Linked DNA regions of Mus musculus: regions 1, 2, 3, 5, 6 and 7 are each linked to region 4. Evidence: chromatin contacts called from public Hi-C and HiChIP or PLAC-seq data. All regions are on one chromosome and are shown on one strand. The core of a region is the stretch at or near the end of the contact, and the rest is flanking DNA. Distances in the headings are between cores, read along the strand shown.

Region 1 (3,086 bases), core at 235-2,734, 350 kb after region 4:
CCAATTGGGAATCTGTATGGCCTTATCTAAGGGTCCTTGTCCCCAATCGGTTTTTGATCAAGCAATAAAGATGCCACTGGCTAATGGTTGGGAAAGGGGTGACAGGGCAGGGCTCTTAGAGTTGCTGTGGGGGAGGAGATGGAGGATCGCCATGATGCAGTGGGAGGTGGAAGAGATTAAGAGCTGCAGAGGGAAGATCATCTGAAATGTAGGAGGAAAGGGAAGCAGCCCCTGACAGGGCTGCCCAGAAGTGTCTTGGGCAGTAAAGACCAATGGGCCTCACAGAAGGTAACAGGGCAGCAAAGTTAAAGGTAGATTTAGAAGGTGTTGAGCCAGGAATACTGGAGGGAAAGTATGCTAGCCGTGGGAGGATTAGAACTGCCCAGCCATTAAGCTAGACAGCATATTAAAAATAAGCTAATGTGTGTGTGTGTGTTCCATTTGCAAATCCAAAGAGTTCCTGGGCAAGTAGCTGGAAGCATATGACCTGCTGGGTGCACAAAAACGGTGTAGCTAAAAACTCACCGCTACAGAATCCACTGTCTACTTGGAAAACATACATTTATTAATTACTCTATGTGGTCCACATTTAATATTGTCCAGCATGCACCAGACATCGGAGATACAGAAATGAATCAAATTCTATTTAGGGTACTGAGTGTGAGACTGGCGTTTGGAGACTGAAATGCTAGCTTCATATGCTGCCTGCATGACTAGAGTAGTTACCTACTGAGTCTTAGGCTCCTCATCTGTAAAATGGGTCTCATAGTAGCAGCACTGTCCTCAGGGGTTAGTGGTGACGATAGATGTGGGAAGCCTCATGGTAAGTGAGCTAATTTGAGATTTAGAGCAGTGCCTGGCATATAAAGAATGCTATGCAAGGTATTTCCTCAAGGAATTAAGTCTGTTGGCAGAGGACACCTCTCTCTCTCTCTCTCTCTCTCTCTCTCTCTCTCTCTCTCTCTCTCTCTCTCTCTTTCTCTCTCTCTCTTTCTCCCTCTCCCTCTCTCTTTCTCTCCCCCCCACTCTCTCCCTCTCTCTGTTGCTGTTGCTTTCTTCATTTAAGGAACTGAAGAGTTGATCAGATCTATTATGTTCTTCATGTTGTGTTTGGGGCAGAGGACTCTCTTTCCTTCTTGCCTCCCATCCTATGGAGTAAGACTCCATCATGAGAAAAAAAAAATAGACTCAAAGCACGCTATGGTTGCCTCTGCTTTACACTATCAATAACAAGACTGGGTGAGAAGAGGCTGGGAATGCAAGGTGCTTGGAGAGTGTTCAGCAAAATGCCACCCACTGGCCTGGGAGGGGAGGGGGTGAGTGGAGGGAGGAATAGTTTCCATTTTTGTCAGGGACCTCACTGTCCTGTGGAGCAGATGTAGCTTTCAGCCTCTGGCAGTGAGGATGGCAAGACAGAGCAGAACAGAGCCCATATTTGGCCAGGGAAGAAGTTCACTTCTCTCCACACCCTCTGACTCACCCTCCCGGCCCGCCAGCCTGGGGCTGAGCTCACAGCCCTCTGACTCAGGCACTGTGGGGTACCCTCTTCAGAGAGGGAGGTTGTCCCAGCACCGAGCTGCAGCCTCGGTTGGGACTCTTTCTCTTTATTAGTTCCTGCTTGTTCTGGGGCTGAGCCTGATGCTGTCTTTGCTGCTGCCCCTCACAAAAGCCCTTTCCACAGAGGATGGGCAGCTCTGAAGAGACCCTTGCATGCAGAAATGGGTCCTGCAAGGTTTGACTTTGTTTTGGGATGTCACCCTTGTGTCTCCCCCTGGAGTAAGCAGTAGACAGTCACTTGGATAGATGGAAGAGTTTTTCCTCTGATGGCAGGAAGGGGGGGGTGGTGGTGGGAATAAAGGGGTGGAGAGGTAGGAGTTCTTGACTCTATGTGACCTCACCCCTTTTTAGGTTTCCTAGCTACATGTGTTAGCCAATCTCACAGGAGATAGCAACTGTATAGGGAACTTTCCAGGCTGCAAGAGCACACGCTCAGAGGAGCTGTATTCGTTCCCTTATTGGTTTTTGTGTGGTCCCTGGAGATTAAGCACTGCTTCTCCTTGGAGCTGGTGGAAGTCCAGACTCTCAGCTCTGACCTGGCCAGCTGGTTGTGTTGTGATTCTTCTCCTGAGGACAGACAGGCATGATGAACTTTGGTCAGCTCTGAATACTTGGACATCTGCTGAGTTTCACACCCCAGACCTATTTCCAGAGGTTGTCACCTTACTGGGCTCAGGTGCATCCTGGACACCTTCAGAGTTGCCTGGGTGACTCAAAGGTGCAGGAAAAGGTCTCCACCATGCTAAGTGAGTCAGGGTGATGCTGATAATCCAGGCCACACACTCCAGTGCATTTAACATCTGGTCGGGCACAGAAAGGAGCCAGCCAGGCTAGGCTTAGCACATGCAAACACATGTGAACCGCAGAAGATGGAGGGTGACTGTTATCAGGGTGACACAGCCCAGCGCTACTGGCTACTGACCTGAAACCAATTGGATTATTGGCACACCTGAATGCACAGCACATGAAACCAGGGGGCCGCACGCATCTCCTGGAGTTTTGAGAAATGCCAAGAAATAGGGGCTGGGGAGATGGGTCAGTGGGTCACTTGATGCACGAGTGTGAAGACTGACCAGGATCCATTAAGAGCCAGGTGGGCAAGGTGGCCACCTGAAATCTCAGCATGTGGGAGGTAGAGATGTGATCCTCAGAGCAAGGTGGCTAGCTAGACCAGCTGAAATAGCAAGTACTAGGTTTAGTGAGAACCCTTGCCTCAGTGTAGAAGACAAAGAGCAACAGAGAGTCAGTATCAACCTTGGGCAGGTACACATTCGCCTGCACACATGTGTATCTACACATATATGAATGTGCATACACTCGAATACATGTAACACACCCACACTCAAAAGAGAGAAAAACAAATGCCAGAAGTAGAGCTTTTCATGAAATGCCTTCTGATTTTAACTGTGATCTCACATCCAAGACTTGCATAGGTTGAAGCCAGACAGGGGTCCAGCACTGAGAGGCAGAAGTAGACACAGGGTCCCACCTTTAAAGAAGTTATTTGTAGTTATTACCCACAGACAAAA
Region 2 (2,925 bases), core at 124-2,623, 450 kb after region 4:
CAAGAGGCACTTGTTTGACAGGAGCCTGGTGTGGCTGTTCCCTGGGAGGTTCAGCCAAGAACTGGCCAATGCAGAAGTGGATGCTTGGAACCAACCATCAGACTGAGCCAACCACTGAGCTGTCCCAGTGAGTTTGCTGGTGGAAGGACTGGAGGGGTGGAGAGGGATTGCAACCCCATAGGAAGAAGAGTGTTGGCTGGCTGGACCACCCAGTAATCCCAGGGACTAGACCACCAGCCAAGGAGTGTACAGGGAGGGATCCATGACTCCAGATACATATGTAACAGAGGATGGCCTTGTCTGACATCAATGGGCGGGGAGGCCCTTGGGCCTGTGGAAGTTTGATGTTCCAGCATAGGGGAATGCTGGAGTGGTCGGGCAAGAGTAGGTGAGGAGCACCCTCATAGAGGCAAAGGAGAGGCAGGAGAGGGTGGATGTGGGAGGGGCATTTGTGGAGGGGTAGCTGGGAAGTGGGATATCATTTGAAATGCAGACAAATAGAATAATTAATAAAAATAAAAAGACTTGAGTATTCACAGAAATGACCCTGGAAAATCCATGGATCCCAATGGATTAACAAGGTAGGTGCTTCACAGGGTCAAGAACTAATTATTGATGCCTTTATAATGTCGTTCTATTGTGAAGGTGAGAAAGCTTCTCCATCTTGTCCCAGCTGAAGCCATCTTTGGCTCCCTCACCCCCTGCTATTAGAAGTCCCGTGGGAAAGCACCCAACCTTGTTTTAGAAACTCGGGGTTGAAATGCCCTAGCTAACGGCATGCTCTTGACTCTTGGTAAACTGCTTGTTAAACTTGCTTCCCTGCTGGCAAACCAGGATATAGTTTTTCTGTGTTCTTTAATTTTGAAAGCTCCCTGCAATGCGCTTTCAGGGCTGCCTTTTGGGAAGCGTTTCTCTTCAGGCCGTCCCCAGCCTGCTCAATACAGACTCCCAATTCAAATTTTGGTCATGCCGGGTGAGTGGTCCTTGGGTCTTTACCAGGTAACACTATTACTAAAATACCATTGAACAGCGACTGTACCAGTAATAGCTGTGTTAGTAGCAGTGCTTGTCACATGATGAGAATTGGGTAAGCCAGGGGCTATGGCTGGTGAGACTAAGTGGTAAACTCTACATTCCGTTGCTAACATCCCTTCATTCTCGGTGGCTGAACAGTTACTTAAGCTTTGATGCGAATCGTGTTGTTATGGGGAGCGTGTCTTCTCAACAAACAGCGACTTGAGGACCCTTCCATTTTGTGAACGTCGTTAACTAAGGAGCTGTTGAAGTCATCGTGGAAGGGGAAGAGAGAGTGTGGCAATAGGTCAGAGGCTGTGACAGCACCCATCGGTCAGCATCCTACTGAACTAACTGCAAGGGAGATCCAGAGATGTGGTCTCGCGTGCTTGGGGAAAAGAGGAAACAGGCTTGGGGAGCGTCTAGAAGCTTCTGCCATTGTGCAAGCAGTAGAGGGAGATTGTACGCTTGGAAGTCTAACTGGAAGTCATAGACTGGAGGGGCGTGCTGGCAAACAGGGTGGAAATCAGGGGAGGTAGTTAGCCGGTACCAGCCAAAGCTAATCTCAGGTCAGCAGTGCAGTGTTTGTGCTCTTAGCTCTCTCATCCTTGGGGGTTGCGCTGCTTACACTGAGAAGGCATCTGAGAATCTGACAATTGGTAAAGGGCTAGAGGCAGACATTTATAAGAAAGGAAATAACTTGAGAGAAAACGTGTGGATAGTGCGGACCACCGCAGTTAAGAACTCTTTTTTCCCCCCGCGTAGCCCTATTTGTCTCCCCCTGGTGGCCATTATAAGCAACCATAGTTCCCTTCCCGGAGCTTAGCTGCTTGAGCAAGATCAAGTTATTCATCTCCTCAGTCACCCGAGCATCCTTGATGTCAGACTCCCAGCAGTTGACAGTTCTAACAGCAGCTCTTGGTGATGGTTTCTGAGGAGCAACAGTGATGTAAAAACCCAGCATAGAAACTCAGGAGACTCATTTGACTGCCTTCTGTCCATCTAGAGCAGTGGTTCTCACCCTTCCTAGTGCTGTGACCGTCAATTCAGCTCCTCATGTTGTGCTGATCCCAACCACAACATTATTTGTGTCGCTACTTTGTAGCTGTAATTTTCTACTGTTATGACTTGTAATGTGCAGGATATCTGGTGTGCGACCCCTGTGAAAGGGATGTTCGGTCCCCACAGGGCTTGCCACCCATAGGTTGAGAACTACTGATCTAAATTTTTCAGAATTCAGAACTTTTCCTTCAGTGACGCTGACAGATGCCCTTCACCTTTCTGTGTGATTTTTTTGGGGGGGGGGGAACAAATCATCTAAGGATGGAGACGTTTGCACTTTCTAGGTGCCTTTGTTGACGCCCCACAACCTTAATCACCTCATCATATGGGTGTGCACTAAAACAGGGAGGCCAAGTTTTCAGATGAGGAAACTGAGGTCCAGAGAGCCTATGTGACTTGTTGAAGGTGCCATTGCTCTTAACGTGTCAGAGCTTGTGCTAGTGCGATGGCCACAAGACGCTTTCTTTCTTCACACGGTGTTGTACCAATCATAACCACAGCTGTGAGGGAGGTGTTTTAAGGTCCTCTCAGCCATTCTGGCCCAGATGGCCTATGGTGTTCACACTAGTGATCTCTGGTGTGGTGGAGAAAGCACACATCGAGCGACTGCATCTTTTAAGTACTTAGATTTTTGATATGTCACTCTTGCCTTGCCAGATCTTCTTCTTTTATTTTTGCACAATGTGTTTAATCATCATGTACCACTGTGGGCATTTTCTAGGCTAAATTTAGATGACTGAAGTCCCCGCCCAGAACCCTCACCATCCTTTAAATAACCTAGATTATTTTGAAAAGTTCCAGCCAGGCTCCTGGCTTTGGGGGAACAAATAAAAAAAGATATGGGCTGTG
Region 3 (2,849 bases), core at 82-2,581, 430 kb after region 4:
ATCCCCAAGGTACATGGCACACTCCAGAAGAGGGGACAGAAAGAATGTATGTATACATAACACAGGCACAGCTTCCAGAGTCTGTTTAGTGTTGTTTTGTATGCACAGGCTGACCACTTGGGATTAGACAACCTATCAGGGGTCACTGTTCTTGGAGAAAGCTGGTTCTTGAAGTCCCCCAATGATCATCTGTAGCTCTTTGTCTAGGCATGGAACTTTGTGAAATTTTCCCATCTACCTTGGCACATCAACTGGAGTTGTTATTATGCAAGTCTTGATTAGACAACCATATTGAGATTTCATGGGTGTAGCTTTCCTGTCATGTCTAGATGATACTATCTAACACTGAGTGTCCTGGTTCTCTGGCTCTTATGATATTTCTGCCCCTTCTTGGGAGGTTTCCCCCAAATGATGCACTGTGATTGTATATGGGTCAGCACTCTGCATTGAGACGAGATTACTTCTTGTCTCTGAAACTGGATCTTGAGAGCTTACTTAAGTCCAGAGTCAGGATAGAGATGGGATGTAGCGTCTGGTGCAAGATCGGATCATGTTTGGCCTCAGTTCATTGAACTGGACTTAAATGAATCTAGTCATATTGTAAGTTATACCTGCACATTCAAACTATCACCCATAAGGATCATTCTACAGATATCAATGACCTTGAAACAACCGTTCCCTGGAGAATGAGATTCATTCCTGGTTCTCGATATGAATACGGCATTGGTAGTCTAGGTGGTAACTCACTCTTTTCTAGACTTGAAAGAATTAGAATGTTAAAGAGAAAAGTGTTGGGGTACCAGGCAAGTGACACTGTAGCCCACTGTGGAGGCTGAATGATGGCAGACAGCATGAGTTCTGGAATCCCACTGTGTGCACTGATTGAACTATGTCCTGGCTGTGTGACTTTAGGCTAGTTTCTGAGTCTGTCTGCTCTTCGTTGACCATGACGGTAAGTTGAGGATTCGTCACCTACCTTACAGAATGGTTGAGTATGTTAGCAAAAAGGGAATGAATGGGTCTGTGCTTACCACATAGCAGATGTTGTGCAATTGTTCCTTCCTCATGTCCCTGCCCTGCACTGGGCTGGAATGTCTCCCCGGTGATCCCACCTAACAGGACTTGTTATGTTCTAGTTGTTAATCTCCTTCCCATATTAGTTCATGGCTGTGTTCCTGGTGCCTAGCAGCCGAGTGCCTGAGACATCCCTGGTGTTCCGTGTTATTCTTAATAATATTTGTCAGGAGGAATGAAAGGATTCAGAGATCAGCTGGCCCAAGCTGGAGCCCTGAAGATCAGTGTTACAGGAATTAGGTGTGAGTCATCTAGGCATGTGGCCATGGCCTGAGGAAGCCTGCTTCTAGGTCCGGAATAATCCGAATCTTCCAAGGGGAGGCACATGGAGACAGGAAGGGCTTACTCAATACCTGCTCTGGGCCAGAGGTTGACATGAGCTTGTCCCTCACTGAGGCACACGGTGTTAGAGCAGGTCATCACCAACAGATGGCACTCTGATGGCCAAATGGAGGAGCCCTCAGGGTCCTACTCTCTCGGTCCACCTGCCCAGACATGGGAGGAAACTGGGCAAAGACTTAGAGTTGAGCAGAAAATCCAACCTTTTTCTCTTGCCAAACCACCTCTGCAAATTATGATGCCTTCAGAGTCTGGGTTTCCTTCTTAAACAAAATTCTGAATCAGTTGTAATTCCTGTCCTGTGAGGAGGAGAGAAAAAAACCTTTTCTCCCACAGGTACAACTTCCTGTTAATGTTTCCCTTTTAAAAATTAGCACATATTGTATAACACAATTAAATCAAATAATCAATGTTACCACAACACTCTTCTATATGTATATTATGAACTTTGGTCTCTTGCTTCATTTCCTATTTATTTTGTGTGTATGTGTGTATGAGTGTGTGTGTGTGTGTGTGTGTGTGTGTGTGTGTGTATGTGTAAGCCAGAGGACATATCTGAGAGCCCTTCCTTAAGAACATTAGCCTTTGTTTGTTGATTCAGGAGCCAATATGTATGTATGTATGTATGTATGTATGTATGTATGTATGTATACATATACATACATATATTTATAATAAATGACAGGGTCTTGTTATATAGCTTAGTATGGCTTCAAACTCATGATGCTCTTGCTCCCCTCACTGCTGGGATTGCTCCTGTGTACTGGCATGCTCCGTTTCATCATTTAGATCTTAATTTGACACCTGTTTCTATTGTACTGTTCTGCAAGCTGCTGCTCAAAGTAATTTATGAGTATTGGCTCACTCTAACCATCTTGCTGGCCTTAGAAGATTGGTACCATCATCCCTACCTGATGGGAGATTGAAGCACAGAGATGCAAGGTGTATCACTTATGACCTATAACTAATGTGTCATAGGAATGGGGGACCAACTGGCTAGTTCCAGAATCAGGGCTCAGAATGACTCCATCTCATTGTTGTCTCGCTTGCTACCTTCATATACGGCTCAGACAACCTACCAAGGAACCATTGCTGCTGAGAGATCTAAGGATATAGGGGTTCCAAGGAGACATGCTTGCTCAAGTTTGCTCAGCTGCATGAGGTGGGGCGGCAACCGAGACTCATGATGTCTGATTCCTGAGTGGCAGCAGGCTGGGCTAACTGACCAGTCTACAGAGGAAAGAGGTCTTCCCTTAGAGGTTCAGAATCCGTGGGTGCCTCCCAGAGAGTCCTTTTCCAATCTGTTTTGTTTTTTTTTTTCTTCCCTGTCTGCTTCTTCGTCTGCTTCATGTTCAATGTCAGTGTCAGTGCTGATGGTAGCAGGCATCTTGTCTTGCCTTTGACCATGATGGGGTGCTGCTAAGGCTTCCTCTTCT
Region 4 (3,071 bases), core at 519-3,018:
GTGCCTGGTGCTGACTTCAAGTCATAACTCTACGTTTATTAACTCCATGACCTGCCCGATGATTTCACCTCTCCGGGAGTTAATTTCCTTATCTTTATTGTATGCTTAATAGTGCCCAAATTATGTTGGAGCAGAGGTAGTGTGTTCACAGGTCCTCGTACTTAGTACTCATTCAAGGTTGTTCATTTTTTCCATCCATGGCTTTCTTTGTTCATCATCAATGTTTTCCTTTGACTAGGACAACTCTGAATCAGTCAGTTTCAGGGGAGCCCTGAAAGCATTTGTTTAGCCTCCACCCCAGTGTGGTGAACAGCCATGGCCTTCTGCTAAGGTTCTTTGCCTCGTGTGGTAGTGGTGGCTGCTGTTCTTGCATTAAGGCATCTCCCCCGCCTGATGTGTAGTAAGTGCTCAGTAACCATTGGCAGGTAAAGGAGTTTCTGAACTTGGAAAGGGGTGTCTGCAACCCTTCTCACTGAGGTCTGAATTCTGTGGGTTCGGCTGGTTGCTTTGTAAGTTAATATATACCTGAAACTTTTTAGTTCTGAGGGCAAGATGATTTTAGGATTTGGACTAGTTATATTTGCAGATGAACTATCTACTCTGTAATGGATTTAGTTAAAAATATAGCTGGTTAGTGCTTATGCCAAGCCAGGCTCTTCTTTGAGCACTGTACCTACATGCTAACAACTTTATGAATTTGGTACTATTCTTTATCTTTTTCTTGTTTTAAAAGGTTTGCATTTTATTTTTATGGGTATGAGTATTTGCCTGCATAAATGAGTGTACACTACATGCATTCCTGGTGCTGATGGAGGCCTACGAGGGTATCAGATCTCCTTGATCAGGCGTTATAGGCTTTCCTGAGTTGTCATATGGGTGGTAGGAATCGAACCTTGGTCCCCTGCAAGAATCACAAGTGTTCTTAACCACTCAGCCACCTCTCCAGCCTTCAGTACTATTCTGATACCCATTATAGAGGTGTGGAAACAGTCTTTCCAAAGACTACACAGTCCACAAGAAAGAAATCAAGCAGACTGCCCCTTCAATTATGTGGTGTGCAGCTTCCCACGTCTGGGTTATTATGTGATGGGAGGGCTGTGGGGAGGCAGATGGCAGGAAGGTGGAAAGTCCTCCAGGATTTCTCCTGGACTTTGGGAAGAAACCAGCTGCTGACTGGTTATATCATACACCTGATACTGCACACTTACTTCTAGTGGGAGGCAGTTATAACATGGGCATTCAGTTTTAATTTTACCACACTAATATCTGTGTGGAGGAATAATTACAACTTTGAAGTTCAGTGTAGTGAGAAGTAACCAAGTTTCTATTAAACATTGCTCAAGCACTGAGTAAGTCATTAAATTCAACTCCTGATGAGTGTAGATTGCTTAATATCTGTCTGTCAGGAGACACACAGATAGACAGATAGATGTCACTAGATGTAGGTAATTGGATCTGAGTTTACAGAGAATTCAGGTTTTGGTTTGATTTTGACACAGAAGTTGAGAATATTGTTTATACTGTCATCTGTTTGTATTTCTCAAAAAAAAAGGTAAATGTCTTTTACAGAAAATATGGAAGAATCAAGTTCTCATATAAAGAGATCTGGAAATAACTTATTCCCAGTCTTTAGAAAATAAACTTTTCTGGCTGTGTGTGCCATTTAGTCTAAGGAATTTAAACTAAAGTCAGGCAACCCTTGCCACCATCCTTCTTCTTCGCCAAAATGGTCTGTGTATTTAATGACATTTCGTGTTTATCAGATTCTTCTAAGTGTGTGAGTCATGTTGACTCACAGTCAGCAATCCTTAGCAACACTAAATGTCTGCTTTGTCTTAGCTTGGTAAGTCACTAATAAAATACATGCTGCTGAATTTAATCAACTCCATGTAATTGGTTGTTTCTGTTCAGACATGCTTGTGTGTGGCTTTGTAGAATAGAAAAATTAACCTGATCCCACAGTTTTCTTGTTGTTTGTTTAGAACAAAACTTTAGAAAGCAGCTTGACCCTGGACAAAGCCGTGCAGCTGATTAGATATGCAGGTGGGAAGAATAAGTAGGTGACATTTGTCTTGAGGGTGTGTCTCTCTAGTGTGTGTGTGCACACATGTCCTACTTGTAAAAGTAAAGAGATTTTATGGGTTGATAAGAGCTGGAATACTAGGTCCTCTTCTGGACAGTAGAGAGATGTTAGAGAGGGGACCTTATATCTGAGATCATAGGGAGCTTTCAACAAGGGCACCTCAGAAATCCATGTGAGGTGTAGTGAAGTTCAAGGTCTTTGTATGTGGTTTGCTTGGAGAGACAAGGAGGGCAAAGCCTACATTTTGATGTTTTAGTGAAGGCTGGGCTAGTAAAGGCCTAGAGACTGTGAGTGACTTTCAGCTCTATTTCCCAACCCCCAGAGCTGGACCTCAGGGAAGTTTATTCCATGGGCTGCAGGCACAGCACCCCTGTGGTTAGGGAAGGCCCTGTTTAGAATAAGTAGGTCCAGAAGTGTACCTCTTACCCCCCCTCCCTCACTGACCTGGTTGCCGGTCTGGAATGGCAGTTGGGTTGCTCTGTTGATCATGACCAGGTGGACAAGGATATGCCATGATAAGAACTGCTTCCCCCACCTGCTTCTGCTTTTCAACCAGTGGCTTAGAAAATACTGAACAAACAGGCATGAGTCAACCCTGGATAGTACTGCATCTGAATGGGGAAAATAAATATCTCATGCTCCCATACTGCGCTACATAAAGACAGCATATTGCCATGCTTGTCACCTAGTTCTTAGCCACAAGTTGGAAGTTATTCCTCCTTAAGAGTCCATGTCCATAAAAGCAGCTTACTTGCCTCCTGCCCTCCTTTCTCAGACCAGTCTCTACTTTTGCCACGCTCTTCTACACCGGGACAACTGGCATCAGTGGCTATGGTTTCGCCTTCAACATTCATATTTGTTCCCGCCTCAGCCCATTATCTTCCTCTCATTAAAGCCTATAAATTTTGTTTGAAGTTGGGTTTGATTCTAGCACTAAGTCACCCATTTCTGCTTAATATACCTTCAATGCTCTTTCAGTGCTTCAAAG
Region 5 (2,815 bases), core at 110-2,609, 390 kb after region 4:
CTAAATCATCTGGTTTGCCACAGGGACCTAAATCTGGGACATAGGCAGAGGGTTTTGATCACCTCGATGTGGATGGAGGGTGACCTTGATTTTGCAGATGTGGTGAGCTGTGGAAGGACTTCATGTTCTCATAGTGGATAGTCTTGAGGTGGATTTCAATTGTACTGTGCAGAGGGAGAGAAGCTGTGGGGTTGGGGTGGGGACCAGTCCCTGGGTCCTGGTAGTAGAGGGATAGTTTCTTCCTTTATCAAATTTGTGACTAGAAGAAGACAATCAGTTGTTTGGTATTTTCCTCCCTTTCCTGGAAGTGCCAAGGCTGCATGAAGAGAAGCTTTCAGAAGCTCTGTGGGTGGCTAGGAACATCTGGCATGGAAGTTGCTAAGCAACTCCAGAGGCCTGCCTTCTGGTGAAGCCTGAGAACTGGCCTGGCCTCCTTGGCCAGTGAAGGACATGGCTTCCTTAAAACACTTGTATCCTGTGCCTTTCAGCATTCTCCTGGTCAGCCTTGGGTGACAGTGATGAGTGTGGACACATAGAATATTATCAAAGCAGACAGTATTTGCTGCAGGCTCTTTCTGGGGACCCTGGGACCAGCCATTGGACACTTGGACTTGGCATTTTGGATATTCCCAACCTGCTCTTTAATGAGTCTAATTTCGTGTGTGGGTGACAATGGGAACAGAAGTAAAGAGGGAAGCTGAGATGTACTGTAGGCTGAATTAACGAATTTCAAATTATATATTGAAGTAAGAATCCTTGTGGCTTCAGAATGTCCCTGTACTGGGGAACAGGCCCCTTAAAGAACTATGTAATGTTTACTGATATCATTGGGGTCGTAATGCTTACTGAGACTCTTGGGGAGGTATATTAATCCAAGAACTGGGCTCTTCATCAAAAGAGGGAACTTGAATCCAGACTTCCTATAGAAGAACACAGGAAGGAGCCAGCCATGAGGCAGCCCAGGAGAGTCAAAGCAAGCCTGCTTACACTCTGCTCTTGGACTTCAGCCTCCAGAATTACAAGAACATAGATCTTGGTTGCCTGAGTCATCCTGGTACAACATCTGCTTCTTCAGCTCTAGCAAGCTATTGGAAGGGGTCATCTCATTCACTGTGCCCCCCGGTCATGGCACTCCCATCTCCATGGGGTCAGTCTAGCCAAACAGGAAGGGATTTCTGGCTAGAGAGGGACTGGGTGTAGGTGACACTGGGCATGGGCCTACAGGGCTGTCATAGGCTAGATGGGTAAGCCTTGCCCTTAGGGAGCTTCTAATCCCATGGAGAGACAAGTACACTGTGAGCTAAGTACCTATGAGTCACTCAGTAATGAAACATTCACATGAGACAGCAAGAGAGGTGAGAGTCCATGGTCCAGGATGATGTCATAGAGGCTTGCTTCAAAGGCTCAGCCTTGGGGCCGACCTGTGCATAACAAGTGTGAGGTCCTGAGTTCAAATCCCACAAATCCTTATAAAAATCCAGGAATGGGTATGTGTGCCTGCAACCACAGGGACTAAAGCAGAGAACAATATAGAAAAGTACTTCATGTCCTTGTCTGGCTTCTGTGTATGCCTACACAAGCATGCACACTCACACACTGTGGTGTATATGCCCACCCCTGTAACATGTATCCCATACCTCTCTCTCTGTCTCTGAATCTGTCTCTGTCTCTGTCTCTCTCTCTCTCTCTCTGTCTCTCTCTCTCTCTCTCTCTCTGTCTCTCTGTCTCTCTGTCTCTCTGTCTCTCTCTCTCTCTCTCTCTCACACACACACACACACATACACACACACACACACACACACACACACACACACACACACACACGATGCAGAGAAACACAGGGTTTTCTCGGGCACTGCAATCAGACACTGGAGGAAAGAGTACCCAAGAGGAGGTGTGTACATGTGAAAATGCTCAGAGGCACTTACTATGATGTCGAAGACCAGGCCTGGAGCTGCATCAGACAGGCCACCACACACGTAGGCTGGGTTCGGGAACCTCAGAAAGAATACAATTTATCAGTCAGTGTGCTGGGCCAGTGATATCCTAGGCTAGTAGGGGGAACCATAGGCAGGTCACTCAGTTTTCTGGGATGTCAACACTCTCTGTTGCAAAAGTAGCAATGATCACAGCTCTTGCCTTGTAGGGGTGCTGTGAAGACTAGGTAGGTGTACTGGCTAGTTTTGTGTCAACTTGACACAGCTGGAGTTATCACAGAGAAAGGAGCTTCAGTTGAGGAAATGCCTCCATGAGATCCAACTGTAAGGCATTTTCTCAATTAGTGATCAAGGGGGAAAGGCCCCTTGTGGGTGGGACCATCTCAGGGCTGGTAGTCTTGGTTCTATAAGAAAGCAGGCTGAGCAAGCCAGGTGAGGCAAGCCAGTAAAGAACATCCCTCCATGGCCTCTGCATCAGCTCCTGCTTCCTGACCTGCTTGAGTTCCAGTCCTGGCTTCCTTGGTGATGAACAGCAGTATGGAAGTGTAAGCCGAATAAACCCTTTCCTCCCCAACTTGTTTCTTGGTCATGATGTTTGTGCAGGAATAGAAACCCTGACTACTAAGACAAATTGGTACCAGTGGAGTGGGGTATTCCTGTGACAACCTGACCATGTTTTGGGGAGGACTGTGGAAGGACTTTGGAACTTTGGGCTTGAAGATCCATCCATTGTTAAGACCTCTGTCGGATGTTGTGTAGGAGCTTGGAAGATAATGTTGAGAACACTGCAGAAGTTGGAGCTCTGGTGTGTGAAATTTCAGAGGGAAAATTAAAGACTCTTTTCAGGGCCATTCCTGTTTTGATTGTGAAGATTCTGT
Region 6 (2,963 bases), core at 270-2,769, 420 kb after region 4:
CACATGACAGAAGCCAGCTCTTTATGATTTTTAAAAATATACTGTGGTTCTCATTTTCACACCATTGAAACTACTTGTTGTCTAGGACCCACTCTCTTGAGACTGGCTCATTGGAGTAGAGGACCCTGTCCTTCTGTCTGGCTCTGCCATCCTGGGTAAGTCTCCTTCACAGACTCAGTTTCCCCATCTGCTGATGGTGGTACTCAGCTCTCTACAGAGATCAAGTGATCACAACCAAAGAACACTTGGGATGTGAATGTGAGGAATGGTGTACAATGGTCTTTTGCCTTAATTTTCTAGCGTTTGAGTCTTCTTTACCCTGGATGGCTCTGTGCATCCTTCTTAGCAGCAGGATCTCTGGCCTGAAGGCCAGCCAAGCCTCCAGGACCTCTCATCTGTTGAACACTGAGCAGGCAGCCATGTGCCCAGAGGTGCTCAGTATATGAAGAGTAAACTGCACGGTAAAAGCCATGCATTTACAGAGCATGGTCATGCCACAGAAGCTGGATATGGAAAGATGGCAGCTCTATATGCATATGTAAGGTCAAAGCCCACAAAAGGCCTAGCAAAGGGCAGGGTGATCGTAATGCAGCCGCTGCATTATTCATTCAGAAAGGCAACCGTTGCTCTCTGGCTTTGGGAGACGAGGGGGAGAGTAAACAGACATGGGTCCTTGAAGGGACACAGTTGAACAGCTTAGGGACTGACCTGACTGGGGCAACAGGGAATAAAAGAAAGCAGGCACAAAGGCACAGGCGCAGGAAAGCTGGGACCAGGTGGGTCATGTGCTCTGATAGAACTCAGCAGTTCATTTCATACACCCGTACTAAGGAGCTGGGTTGGCTGTCCACAGCTGAACAAGTGTGTAGTATGCAGCTGAAGGAGGAGGGCAGACTTAACTAGTCTTGGTGGGGGTCTCTATGGGGAGCAGTCTCGGGCTGTGAACACACGGGAGGAGGAAGCTGCCCTGGACATTTTCTGCCAGTATCCAATATCCATGCACCAGGGAAAGGCTTTCTAATTCCCGTGAGTCTGAGGCATTGGTGGCATTGACGTGACCACTTTCGTGGCCCTTTTCCTGTCACCAACAAACATTCACTCAGGACTTTATTCACTCCCCGCAGTACCAGGCATATACGAGCAGAAGCATCCTGTCACAGAGTGACGTCATCTTTCTGGAGTCATCTCCTCTTCCCTCGTCGTCCCACTCATTCCTCTCCTGTGCTGACCACATTCTGGGGAAGGCCTGGAAGAAATGGAAGCCATCCTTCACGAGTCCCCCACCAGGTGCTTGGCACGGTGCTCTGCATCTGATGTGAAGTTCGCACTAAGTCCGGGACTGTAATTCTCCTTTTGCTGACAGTGAAAGAGTCCTCAGGAAAGCAGGGTGCCTTTGCGCAAGGCCAACCAGCAAGAAACAGGACCTGGATGACAGAGCCAGCTGCCTCCCCATATGAGGGCACTGGGAGAAGCGGGGTAGGCAAGGAAGGAAGCGGAGTCATTCACTGCCTCAGGCAACAAGCAATAGATTTCCCTAGATCCCGTCTGCTAGGCACTTAGATGCTTGGAAGCTGAGGCTGCAGAAACTGGCTTCTTTCTGACTCAGAGGTGCCATCTTCAGGCCAGCGGAAGTGTTGCAAACAGGAACAAGCACCTGCCCCTCTGCTCTCCACTAGACAGGCACCACCAGATGCTGGCTGGGGAAGGGACCTTCCATCTTAAAATATTCCAGAGTGAGGCAGAGGGATGGACTAGCTCAGAGTTACAGAGTTAGAGATGGCAGAACAGGAGCTGCACCCCTATGACCCCGTCAGTGACCCCTCACTTTCCAGACTCTCTTTCATCATCTTTCATCATGCATCCTCACTTTCTTCCCACTCTCCTCTTCCTCTTTCTTCTTCCCCTTCTTCCTCCCCTCCATCCGACAGCTGTTATTGAGCACTTTGTAGGTTTTGGGCATAGTCTCCCGCCTGGGATAGGAAGTCTGGGTGCGGGAAAGTCTGCTCTCAGGGATCGTTGTTGAATTGATTAGTTGACATCGTAACTTTCCAACTATAGCTGAGATGCATAGAGCAAGTCTTACCACATTTCAGGCCCTCCATAGAGGCTTCGTCTCACTGACTTCTCACAGAATAGAAGATTCAGCCGTGGGGCAGTTTGGGAGCATGCTCAGTAGGACCCAGTAAGTTGTGGAGCCGTGACTCAAAACCCAGATCCTTTCTACCTCAGAACCAGAGATGTCAACTGCAGTGTTGTATGTCTTCTCTAAAGGATAACCCAGGAAGCAGGCATGTTCTCATAACATTTTGTTCTCTACAATATTTGCTTGTTCTGGGTCTGAGCGAGGTGAAGGCCATCTTCTCCAGTTCCTTGCTTCTGAATTCTGAGGATTTTTATTGAGGTATTGTTAGGTCCTGGTTACTGAGCAAGGTATCAGGCACAGGGAAGGGACTGACTCAGAGAGAATCATGACGTGTAGATGGCAGTGTTACAGAATCAATTAGCAATCATGTCTTTGTAGAAGCACTCCACATCACTGGGAAGGATCCAGTTACATTGTCTGGTAGAAGTGGCCCTCCTCTCCCAGTTGTGTAGTGAATTACCTGAGTGACCAGACATACAGTCCCTGACTCAAGTCTCCTAGAAACACAGGCCAAATTCAAAGAGCTGAGAGACAAAATGGTCACATGAGCCTTTACAGGGCAGCTGAGGGGCCTGGGAATCCTAAGATAAAGACGGGTTTCTGGTCCCCTCAACAGGGGCCATCATCAAGTTTTGAGGAAATGAGCCTCTGTGTTCTGATACCATTTTAGTTTCCATTTCTTCATTAGCTACAAGCTTGCATTTCTCTTAAGTTCACAGGAATCCTGCCTTTGTTCTTCCTTTTTATGGGGAAGGTCTAGCTTCTCCTATGTGTGTGGATGTGCTCATGAGCACGCACGATTGGCTCCTGAAAGTAGAAC
Region 7 (3,134 bases), core at 545-3,044, 330 kb after region 4:
TTGGACACCTAAATGTGTGGGGTTTTCCTTGCACAAACCAAGTCTCCAAGTCTCTTGACACCAATGGTGTGTGGGTGGCTGTCCTACAGCTGAATTAGATCTAGAGTTAGCGTTAGATGTCACAGGCTTGAGGGACAGTCCCAGTCCTAGATGATAATTCCAAACAGAAGGTCACCAGGCTGCTTATACTCTGTCCCCACATAACCACAGAAGTTGGAGAGTTCCCACAACCCTACCTGTGTGGATAATTCACTAGGGCAGCTCCTAAGATTCCAGGAAATACCCAACATATGACTGCTGTCTGATTAGAAAGGATACAAATGATGCATAGACCAAGACCAAAAGGTACCCAGGAGAGGGGCCTCAGTAGAGAAGATTCTGTCCCCCCACAGAATTGCTATGAACGAATCTGGAAGAGCTCCAAACCCACTTACCTCTGCTCTCCATAAGGTCTTGCTATATACAACCCAGTCTGGCTTGGAACTCACAGTCTTCCTGCCTTAGCCCCTAACTGATGGGATTACAGGCACATACTGCCATGCTGGGCAGTCCCCAGGTACTCAGGGGTCCTCATGGGACATGTACTGTGTAGACATACTTGATGACATTGTTGGACTTTGGTGATTAATTCAGTCTCTAATCTCCCTTTTTTCTCCAGAGGCTGGAGGTGGTATCAAAAGTTCCAAGCTTTGCATGCCTGTCCCCCCCCCCCCCACAACCCCACCACTAGGAACAGCCTTTCATTAGAACAACAGAGGATCCTGTCCCCTTTATCGTTCAGGAAATTTTAAGAGTTTGGAGAGCTTTGTGCTAGAAATTGAGACAAAGACTAAATGTCTCTCTGTCTAATAGCAGGCTTGGCAAACTGGGGTTGCGGTGCTGTCTTCTACACATGTTCCTCAGCAAAGACGTTGTTCACCAAGGCTGTAAGCTACTGAAATATGTGCAAACAAGAACTACTCTAAGAGTTAGGTCCTGACCGAAAACACATTCATTAACTCACAGGTTCCATGGGGTAGAAATCCTGGAGCTGGTCAGGTGAGTGCATCTTAAGGCTTCTTACAGGCACAGTATGTGGACTGCAATCACCAGCGAGGAAGGGTTTGCTCCTAACTTTTATCATGTTGGAATGATTCAGTTCCTTTTGGGCTCATGGATGGAGAGTCCTGGTTCTTAGTTGCACATGAGCAGAGGGCTTAATCAAGACCTCTCCATAGGCTGCTCCCAAAATGGTAGAGGGTGTTAGGAGCGTGGGAGAGCTTAAAGGCTAAGAGAAGGAGCAAGGACAAGATGGAAGTCAATATCTTTAGAACTCGGATCTCAGACACGGTAGCCTACACCGTATACCACATTCCATTTGTTAGAAGTTACTTGATCTGTGTTCAAGGAAGAGAAATTTAAGGGCATAATGTAGGGAGGACCACCCAAGACCATCTTGGGGACAACTTCTCTTAAGGTTAGTTCTAGGGATAAAACATGGTCATTTTGATGACAACAATCAATTTGAATATGTCAACGCACTGTATTGGTTATTTTTTATATTACAAATCCTGTTATACCCAATATTCATGATACAAATTAGTATTTAAGTAGAATTACAAAAGACACCAGAAACCCATTGTTAGAACTCCCTTATAAAAGTGAAGTCAAAAGACCATCGATTTTCAGAAGACATCATAGCCCCGCTTTTCAAATAACTGCACCAGTACTTTCACTAAGTCATACTCTGGGAGCAGGGGTGTCTCTATTTATAGTTCCTGACGTCATCAACCACAGTGAAACTTCAGTTTCTGCTTGTCCTTCCTCTTTGTCCCCTCCCTGTCATCTTTCTCTGAGGCCATGGATACACCTAAGCACCTGGTGACACACAGCAGCCTGTAGCCTTTCAAACATGGTTTCACATTTATAGTTGTCTCTTGTGGAGATGGGTCTTCACATGACTAATAGCATTTGGCAGAAACCACGGTTCCAAGTCAGCTGATGGCATGGCATCCGATTCAGGTTCTACCTCTCCTAGTCGCCACCTTCCCTCCCTCTCCCTGTAACTTTAAGCCCTTTTCTGGGGCTGATGTCTGAAGTGATCTATTTTCTGAATACTCTTTTTTTTTTTTTTTTCCTTGAGGCAAGGTCTTATGAAATCCACCTGGCCTCACATCCACAGAAATCTTTTTGTCCCAGCACCACGAATGCTGGGATTACACACATCTGCCACTGTGACCCCATTTTGGCTGGATGTGAGACAAGCTATTAGAAAAGCCGAGTTGGGTGGGTCAAGCATAGACACTGGGGCCGAGCAGATCTAGCCCTAGCACTGCTTATAAAAGTTAATAGGTTTTGGTTGATGTTCAAAGTCTAGATGGCAAAAGGCATATTTTAACAGCTAATAATAATAATAATAATAATAATAATAATAATAATAATAAAATCATCTGGCTCTGTTATCCTCTTTTAAATATCTCTGGGACTTTATTCCACAACGGATAGCATTGTGTGGAGAAAAAAACCACATCTCTTTCCAGCCTTGATTTTCCACACCTGACAAATGTGTGCAGCAAGAGTACCTGCCTTGTTGGTGGGATGCTGTGATCTAGTGTAGAGAGTGTGCTCATAGCCTCACCTTCGGAATGTCGAGTGATGCTAAATGCTATGTGTCCCTTGTTTCCTCATGTCCTGAGCAGGGACTAACATACATTAGGTACTCAGGAAAAGCGTCCCTGTAAACAGTGGTACCTGGATGAATAACTGAGATAGTATCACACCGGCAGTGTGCGTTTCCTAAGTTATACAAAGATACAAATCTTTATAAAGGGAAAGCAGTCCCATTAAGAATTCTGCCTTTCCTGTATCCCAATTTCCTGTCTGTGCCTTCTTGGGAATTCCCAGTTATTCCTGGCACTTGACTAAGACTTCAGTTCCCACAGAATAACTCATCAGGAGCTAAACTTTGCACCTGAAGACCTTGTCTTGAAAAGCACACTTTCCAGGTGGGGCAGGGAGTGTGGAAAGGTAGCAGAGGGGGAGGTCACCAACAGAGAGGCCTCCCCATGGGGAAAACAGACAAGCAAACCTGGTGTCAGCCTTTTACATAGACGTTATTTCCTGTTGTATCTTGTATCTTTATAAAATTTGTGTGT

What was found. A called contact is a pair of places that touch in the nucleus more often than the background predicts. HiChIP or PLAC-seq counts read pairs in DNA pulled down with a chosen protein or histone mark.
Region 1: a Hi-C map of bone marrow-derived macrophages shows a contact between it and region 4, with 20 read pairs. The contact joins two enhancer-like sites. A contact is called at or near these places in 2 of 484 Hi-C or Micro-C datasets (the N1E-115 cell line and bone marrow-derived macrophages), 6 of 115 datasets of contacts at active chromatin or transcription factors (acute myeloid leukemia, bone marrow-derived macrophages, embryonic fibroblasts and 3 more) and 1 of 9 other capture datasets (embryonic stem cells).
Region 2: a contact with region 4 is called in a Hi-C map of bone marrow-derived macrophages, with 19 read pairs. The contact joins two enhancer-like sites. A contact is called at or near these places in 4 of 484 Hi-C or Micro-C datasets (ECoMG myeloid progenitors, bone marrow-derived macrophages, common lymphoid progenitors and 1 more), 2 of 115 datasets of contacts at active chromatin or transcription factors (acute myeloid leukemia and microglia) and 1 of 9 other capture datasets (embryonic stem cells).
Region 3: a Hi-C map of bone marrow-derived macrophages shows a contact between it and region 4, with 19 read pairs. The contact joins two enhancer-like sites. A contact is called at or near these places in 11 of 484 Hi-C or Micro-C datasets (the AML12 cell line, ECoMG myeloid progenitors, the N1E-115 cell line and 7 more) and 6 of 115 datasets of contacts at active chromatin or transcription factors (the NIH/3T3 cell line, acute myeloid leukemia, embryonic stem cells and 3 more).
Region 5: a contact with region 4 is called in a FOXA1 HiChIP or PLAC-seq map of pancreatic cancer cells. The contact joins two enhancer-like sites. A contact is called at or near these places in 1 of 484 Hi-C or Micro-C datasets (bone marrow-derived macrophages), 7 of 115 datasets of contacts at active chromatin or transcription factors (acute myeloid leukemia, double positive thymocytes, embryonic basal ganglia and 4 more) and 1 of 9 other capture datasets (embryonic stem cells).
Region 6: a Hi-C map of embryonic fibroblasts shows a contact between it and region 4, with 3 times the contacts expected there. The contact joins two enhancer-like sites. A contact is called at or near these places in 20 of 484 Hi-C or Micro-C datasets (the AML12 cell line, the C2C12 cell line, CD4 single positive thymocytes and 14 more), 13 of 115 datasets of contacts at active chromatin or transcription factors (acute myeloid leukemia, embryonic fibroblasts, embryonic stem cells and 5 more) and 1 of 9 other capture datasets (embryonic stem cells).
Region 7: a contact with region 4 is called in a Hi-C map of bone marrow-derived macrophages, with 19 read pairs. The contact joins two enhancer-like sites. A contact is called at or near these places in 4 of 484 Hi-C or Micro-C datasets (ECoMG-derived neutrophils, Th1 cells, bone marrow-derived macrophages and 1 more), 6 of 115 datasets of contacts at active chromatin or transcription factors (Th17 cells, acute myeloid leukemia, bone marrow-derived macrophages and 3 more) and 1 of 9 other capture datasets (embryonic stem cells).

Annotation. Positions count from the first base shown.
Region 1 is chr15:59,758,332-59,761,417 of GRCm38.p6, forward strand. No RefSeq gene overlaps it. Among named protein-coding and RNA genes, the nearest start is that of Gm19510, 35 kb to the right of the region's middle. Within about 2 kb of position 1,485, at least 148 of the 459 cell types and tissues checked have an H3K27ac peak or open chromatin away from gene starts, as enhancers often do. A contact at or near this core is called in bone marrow-derived macrophages, embryonic fibroblasts and pancreatic cancer cells, where this site is marked.
Region 2 is chr15:59,863,493-59,866,417 of GRCm38.p6, forward strand. No RefSeq gene overlaps it. Among named protein-coding and RNA genes, the nearest start is that of Gm36819, 42 kb to the left of the region's middle. Within about 2 kb of position 1,374, at least 47 of the 459 cell types and tissues checked have an H3K27ac peak or open chromatin away from gene starts, as enhancers often do. A contact at or near this core is called in acute myeloid leukemia and bone marrow-derived macrophages, where this site is marked.
Region 3 is chr15:59,844,185-59,847,033 of GRCm38.p6, forward strand. No RefSeq gene overlaps it. Among named protein-coding and RNA genes, the nearest start is that of Gm36819, 22 kb to the left of the region's middle. Within about 2 kb of position 1,332, at least 69 of the 459 cell types and tissues checked have an H3K27ac peak or open chromatin away from gene starts, as enhancers often do. A contact at or near this core is called in the NIH/3T3 cell line, bone marrow-derived macrophages, embryonic fibroblasts and 1 more, where this site is marked.
Region 4 is chr15:59,410,258-59,413,328 of GRCm38.p6, forward strand. All of the region lies in intron 2 of Nsmce2 (NSE2/MMS21 homolog, SMC5-SMC6 complex SUMO ligase), which reads left to right. Among named protein-coding and RNA genes, the nearest start is that of Nsmce2, 38 kb to the left of the region's middle. Within about 2 kb of position 1,769, at least 110 of the 459 cell types and tissues checked have an H3K27ac peak or open chromatin away from gene starts, as enhancers often do. A contact at or near this core is called in the C2C12 cell line, the HL-1 cell line, the N1E-115 cell line and 7 more, where this site is marked.
Region 5 is chr15:59,798,317-59,801,131 of GRCm38.p6, forward strand. No RefSeq gene overlaps it. Among named protein-coding and RNA genes, the nearest start is that of Gm19510, 4.8 kb to the left of the region's middle. Within about 2 kb of position 1,360, at least 49 of the 459 cell types and tissues checked have an H3K27ac peak or open chromatin away from gene starts, as enhancers often do. A contact at or near this core is called in bone marrow-derived macrophages and pancreatic cancer cells, where this site is marked.
Region 6 is chr15:59,827,037-59,829,999 of GRCm38.p6, forward strand. It overlaps Gm36819 (a long non-coding RNA gene), which reads left to right. Exons shown (of 3, transcript XR_384128.2): 2 at 86-155; 3 at 1,125-2,963. Among named protein-coding and RNA genes, the nearest start is that of Gm36819, 5.1 kb to the left of the region's middle. Within about 2 kb of position 1,520, at least 93 of the 459 cell types and tissues checked have an H3K27ac peak or open chromatin away from gene starts, as enhancers often do. A contact at or near this core is called in the C2C12 cell line, the HL-1 cell line, the N1E-115 cell line and 4 more, where this site is marked.
Region 7 is chr15:59,737,582-59,740,715 of GRCm38.p6, forward strand. No RefSeq gene overlaps it. Among named protein-coding and RNA genes, the nearest start is that of Gm19510, 56 kb to the right of the region's middle. Within about 2 kb of position 1,795, at least 69 of the 459 cell types and tissues checked have an H3K27ac peak or open chromatin away from gene starts, as enhancers often do. A contact at or near this core is called in Th17 cells and bone marrow-derived macrophages, where this site is marked.